2 separate regions of the Oryctolagus cuniculus genome follow, and region 1 is linked to region 2. A link is a contact called in public Micro-C data. All regions are on one chromosome and are shown on one strand. The core of a region is the stretch at or near the end of the contact, and the rest is flanking DNA. Distances in the headings are between cores, read along the strand shown. Region 1 has its middle 100 kb from the start of PITRM1. Region 2 holds the start of KLF6 (KLF transcription factor 6).

What was found. Hi-C and Micro-C count contacts between places; a contact is called where the count stands out from the background.
Region 1: a contact with region 2 is called in a Micro-C map of ear pinna, with 3 times the contacts expected there. The contact joins the enhancer-like site here to the promoter of KLF6 in region 2. A contact is called at or near these places in 3 of 6 Hi-C or Micro-C datasets (ear pinna, psoas muscle and an unstated tissue).

Annotation. Positions count from the first base shown.
Region 1 is chr13:93,538,908-93,541,729 of mOryCun1.1, reverse strand. No RefSeq gene overlaps it. Among named protein-coding and RNA genes, the nearest start is that of PITRM1, 100 kb to the left of the region's middle. Within about 2 kb of position 1,414, at least 1 of the 8 cell types and tissues checked has an H3K27ac peak or open chromatin away from gene starts, as enhancers often do.
Region 2 is chr13:92,835,166-92,837,865 of mOryCun1.1, reverse strand. KLF6 (KLF transcription factor 6) reads right to left here and starts at 1,351. Exons shown (of 4, transcript XM_002720810.5): 1 at 969-1,351. The coding sequence starts at 1,172.

The DNA.
Region 1 (2,822 bases), core at 165-2,664, 700 kb before region 2:
ATCAAATGCCAGAAGAAACAAATTAAATTTGAAAGGTGCCCTGGCCATATTCCCACCTCAGTCAGGAGGCTTGCTGTGAAAATCACACAAGTGTAGAGTATGGGGGAGTGGGAAAGGAGCAATGACTCCTTGTTCATTTTGTTTGCATGAGACAGGGTGCCTTTGCTGTCATTTCCAGGGTCTTCCAAGACTTGGGAACAGGTTCACAGAGCTCACATGGCCTATGAGATCTCAAAGTTCAGAGATAAAGGGACTCCATTTTCCTCTCTCTTTTGCACATTTTCATCAAGATGTTCATCTGCCGCAGTGAAATGTTTGGTAGTGCCTACGCATCAACGCCGAAGCCATTCGCATCCAAATACTCAGGTATGAAACACTTGCCGTCGGCGAGTGGGCACTAGGTGGCGCCGTCTCCCTCGTAATGCAAGCGCTACTCCCTCTTCAGCAGCCCTGAAATGGACCAGAAAGAAATTTTCCAGGTTTCAAGGAAACCATCCTTTCTAATAATAATGAGATGGTAATTAGTAGGGGAAATGGCATAAAATTATTTCACCATTTAATGAAACCATGATTTTCGGCTACAGAAAAATGTCTTTTTTAAAAGTTCATTCAGCAAGCATGTAAAAATGTCCAGGCTTCCTTGCCTGCTTTAGTTAGTGGCCATGCTTAATGATCACCACCACCTGTTCCCTGATCAGCTTCATCCATCGTCATAGAAAGGTCAGGGGTTCACATCTTGCCCCAACAGACTTTTAAGGGCAGTCTGCAAGATTCCTGAAGAATGTGTATGTGTGTGTATTGGGGGGGTGACCCCAGATAGAACAAAGACCTGAGAGTAGACTGAAGCCCCTGCAGGTGATCTGGCAGCACTAAGCAGGTGCGGGCAGGGGGCCAGACATACCTCTGTCCTTTCTCATACAACCTATCTCTAGTTTAAGGATGAGAAAAACAAGTTTAGGTAATTTTGTAACTTTTCAAAGTCAACATCAAAATCAAAATGACTTTTGAAATTTAGGTCTATTTGTCTCTAACACTCACACTCTGTGCCTGCCCTCCATCTACCAATTGTTAAGGGATGTGAAAAGGAAGAGCAGGCAGAAACAGAAAGAATTATTTCTTAGGGAAAACCCAAAGGTAAAGGGGTTTGTGCTGAGTGAATCCAAAGCTCTCTTTACAATCCACCCATTGGGTAAGGGGACAGATTTCATACAGATGATAGAACAAGATCACTAAGGCTTTGCCAAAAAGGATGCTTTGTGAACGAATGAAGATGAAATGAGAATGAGCTTGGGACAAATGAGTTTGGCAGTACAGGGAGAGGAACGTGAAGGATTCCCCCACAGCCAGCATCTATCAGCCAGGGAGTAAAAATAGATGGAGGCTGGGCTTGGCTTTGCTATTGTCTCCAAGCCCTGCCTTGTGAAAGCTCTCGCATCATTTCATGCCGCAGACTGCCTCATCCTCCTACACCACGATGTGCTTTTCTGCACACGGAGAAGTGATGATTCCTAGCAGCCTTTGTGGTTACTCACCGCTTGCCATCCTGAGATGTGGCCTGTTCCAGACACCTAATCACAGATTTACAGATCTGCCACTGAAGGTTGCACGTGCAAGCTAAATAATTTCTTATTAAGGATCATTCCAAATAGCTGTGGCCTGACTTCAACGCTGTGGAATCCACAGTGACTCTGCACAATAAATGAGGTTCTTTTCTACTGTTTTATTCTGCAATTTGGCACTAGCTACAGGGGGCCCATACTTGTACTTCTAGGAACCACAGCCCAGCATCATTAAACGAGGTATTATTTTGTGTTTAGTAGAGCACTAAATTGGTGATATATAGTTGTGATTCTGCTAGTGAGTATCCATGTTACCGTGGCAACAATAGTATGCCATATTAGGTTGTCCTGGATGTTTCTGGGAGCAACCAGGTCTCCATAAATTCCCCCATTTACTTTGGAAACCCTAATAGCTCGTGTTTATGCATGCTGAATAAAATTAGCCATATTAGGGCTCCAACACTGCGAATGCATCCAACTCTGTTATTATGTCAATTTACTACATGTTCATGAAGCATTAGCATTAAAATAAAATAGACAATTAGTGAACTGCAAGTGACTAATGCACCTATATTGTACAAATTCGTCTTTTCATATTCAAAGCATTTGTAAGAACTCCAAGTTCTGCCTACTCAGCCACTAACCTCGGGGCTCTGCATCTGAAACTTGCCGCACACCCGTGCACATGTACTCTTTTACACATTCCATGCATGCACACTCACACTGACACATGCACCAGCATGCATGCATACATGTGCATACCTGTGCACACGCGTGCACACACACACACGTGTGCTCACACAGATCCCTGTAAGAATGAGTCACATTTACCAGGAACAGCCTCTGCTCAATCAGCCATGTCTGGCTGCATGAGGAGAAAACAAACGAATGGCACTGGGAAGGGAACTGGAGGAAAGCAGGTCACTGTGTGTCAAGGACTGAGGATCTTGACCAGAGAAAGCCAGGCAGTCACTCTGATCAAGCATTTGCTTCCCTACTTCGCTCTGTTTTGTTGACCTAAGTCATTCACCTTGGGTATTTAAATAGCAGGGGCTTCTTTAAAGAGTACTTAGTGTGTGTGTGTGTGCGTGCACACACAGAGTCTGGATGTGTGTCTCTGTGTGTTGTGGGAGGAAGAGAGGGACAAAAGGAGAGGGGAGGAAGAGAGAAAAGGAGGGGACAGAGCAGGAGGAGGTGGGAGTAGGGCTCAGTGGACAGGTGGGTATCACATCGGAAGGGAGAGGCTCTGCCTGAGGTATGTGT
Region 2 (2,700 bases), core at 102-2,601:
GACTTGGAAACCCACAGAACCTATTTGATCAGCTAATTCACTCTGTGACAAAAAGCAAACAGCTCGTCAGGGCAGAGACACAACACGGGGACCCTCCTGCTATCTTTTTATAGACAATGGGGCAAGTGTTGGAGTCTCTCTCCTCAGGCAATCCGAGGTTTTTAGAAGGAGAAAAAAAAAATTAAGTTTCTAAAATTCCCAATGCCCCACATTCCAGTTCCAGTAAAATGCCGGAAACAGGGGTTCTTCTTCCCAAACTAAGACTTGAGGCAATTAGGAAGGGCTGCCTGTCATATGACTGACAAGTCACTGGTGTGTGCAAACAGTTTTTTTTTTTTTTCCTGGTCAACAAGAGAAGCAAGTAAGAAAAATAAGACAGAGCTAGGTTCATGTTAAGAATTCCAAACAAGGAAAACAAATGGGAAATGCCCTAGATCTATGTTTCGTTGTCAAAAATGTTAAGATTAAAAAAAAAAAAAGCTGTATGGATACACACCAAACAGCAAAACAAAAACAAAATCTTAAAAAAAAAATGCCTTGGCAGTCCGTGCGAGTGCGTTCATATGACAACGTCCAGCTGTGGAGTTTGGACCCGGTACAAACGCCAGACTCGTGCCAAGGGCTCGGGCCGGGATCAGGCCGAGGAGTTCGGGTTTCCCCCGGGGTGGATGCTCCAGACGCTCGGGTGGCAGGGAAAAAACACGCCGGGCACCGCGGAGCCGGGCTCGCTCGGCTCGGCTGTCAACTCCGCGGCGCGCTGCAGAGCGACCCCCGAGCGTGCCGAAGGGCGCTCCGAGATCAGGATTTCCATGTTTTTTTGTTTTTGTTTTTTTTTTTTTTAAATGACTCGAACCACAGCAATCATCCTCATCCAAAGCTGCACCTCCGAGCACACACCACCCTGCCTGGCGCCTCCACGCACTCCCTCCTCGGCGCCCTGGACACGTGAGAAAAAAATCCCTATTTACCTGTTGCCAATATTCCTCCAGGGACGGGAGAGCCGAGAAGTAGCCCGTTTCGTGCACAATCTGGAGTTCCTGGAAGATACTGCACATTGGGAGCACATCCATGTCGGGTTGGAAAAGACAGTCCCCGCTGTCGGGAACACGGGGAGGTGTGCGTTCTGGAGTCGGAGCCGAAACTCTCCCCGCCAGGGCAGGTGAAAGTTTCATGCAAACTCAATCAGACGCCCCGGTCCGGACCCTCCCGCAGCCCGCAGCGCGCGCGCGGAGCCCACACAATATTTGCAAACACCGGACTGACTGCAAACGTAACCCCTGCAAAACTTCCCTATTCAAAGCTCCTCTGCCAGCCTCCCCCCTCCTCCCCGGGCTGGCTCCCCCCACTCCCCCTCCCCCCACGTGACTCGCCGCGCGCCCGCCCCGCGCGCTGCCCAATCCGGTCGCGCCCGGTCCGAGGGCCGCGCGCAGATGATGTCAGCTCCGGCCAATGGCGAGCGACATCGCGCAGCGGCCCCGCCTGGCGTGACCGAGCCTCTCCATCACAGCCCTCCTCATTGGCTCAATTCGAACTCTGCCCTCTCTGATTGGAAGGCGGCCTCGCAGGCTATTTTTAGCAGGGTATATAAGACGCGGGCCGTCGCGCGCCGGAGGAGTCGGTGCTGGGAGGTGCGCGGCCGAGCGCCGTCGTCGGCCGGCGGTCGGGGAAGCCGGGCTGAGGGAGCCGCTTTGGGGGGAACCGTGCCGGACTGCGCCCGCCCGGGCCCCTGCGTATCCGTCGGTGTGACCCTAGCCGGGCCCGGCCGGGTCCGGCAAAGCACCCTACGCAAGCTTGCTCCCTGGCGGCCGCTCCGTCCGTCTTTGTCCCACTCAGCTGCGTCCGGTTCCCCTCCGTTCTCACACCCGCGGCGTCCCACGCGGTCCCTTTCGCGCTGGTGCTCCGTCCCCCTCCCTGTGCAGCGCGCGGGGCCGCGCTGGCCTCCGCGGGCTGTCCCTGTCTCCCCCGGGGTCCCGGCTTCCGGCCCGTCCCTCTGTGCGTCCCGCTCCGCAGGACTGCTGCACGGAGCCGGGGAGGGGGCGCGCGGGGCGCAGGTTTGCTGAGGGGACCGCAGGGTCGGCTGGCGGGGACCTGGGGGACGGGTCGTGGGCGACCCTCCACCCCCTCCCCCGGGACCCTGCGTGAGGGGAGCCTGGGGCCCGCCCCCACCCGAGGGTCCCTGCGCTGCGCTGCCCACCCTGGGGCCGGCGGCGGGCACCGTCAGGTGCACACATCGGTTGAGCCTGAGGTTCAGGAAAAGGATCGAGGAGCCAGTGCGCTCAGATTCTGTGGAGCGAAGCTTACCTCTGCTTGTTAGAAACGCAGCGTCTAAGGTCTCCAACCCTGCTCGTGTGTTTTCATAAGCCCCCAGTAGTGCCAGCTGAAGTTTGAGGACCAGGCGTGTATAGCTTAAACGTCCTTTTGTTTGTTGTCATACAATAACCCTCATTCTGTGAAAATGCGGTGTTTACTTCTGATTGGAAGAAATCTGTTTATGTTGCAGAAGGCAATCTCAAAGAACCCTCACCAAGGTTAACAACTAGGTTTTCCCACGAATGTGTAAACAATTCAAATTAGGTTGAGACTCTCATTCAGTGTGTGTGTGTGTGTTTAATAAAAATTATCTCCTAAAATACACTGTTATGTTCATCTTAAAGAAAAATTCCAGGAACATGAAGAATAAGCATTTTTAAAATTCAAAAC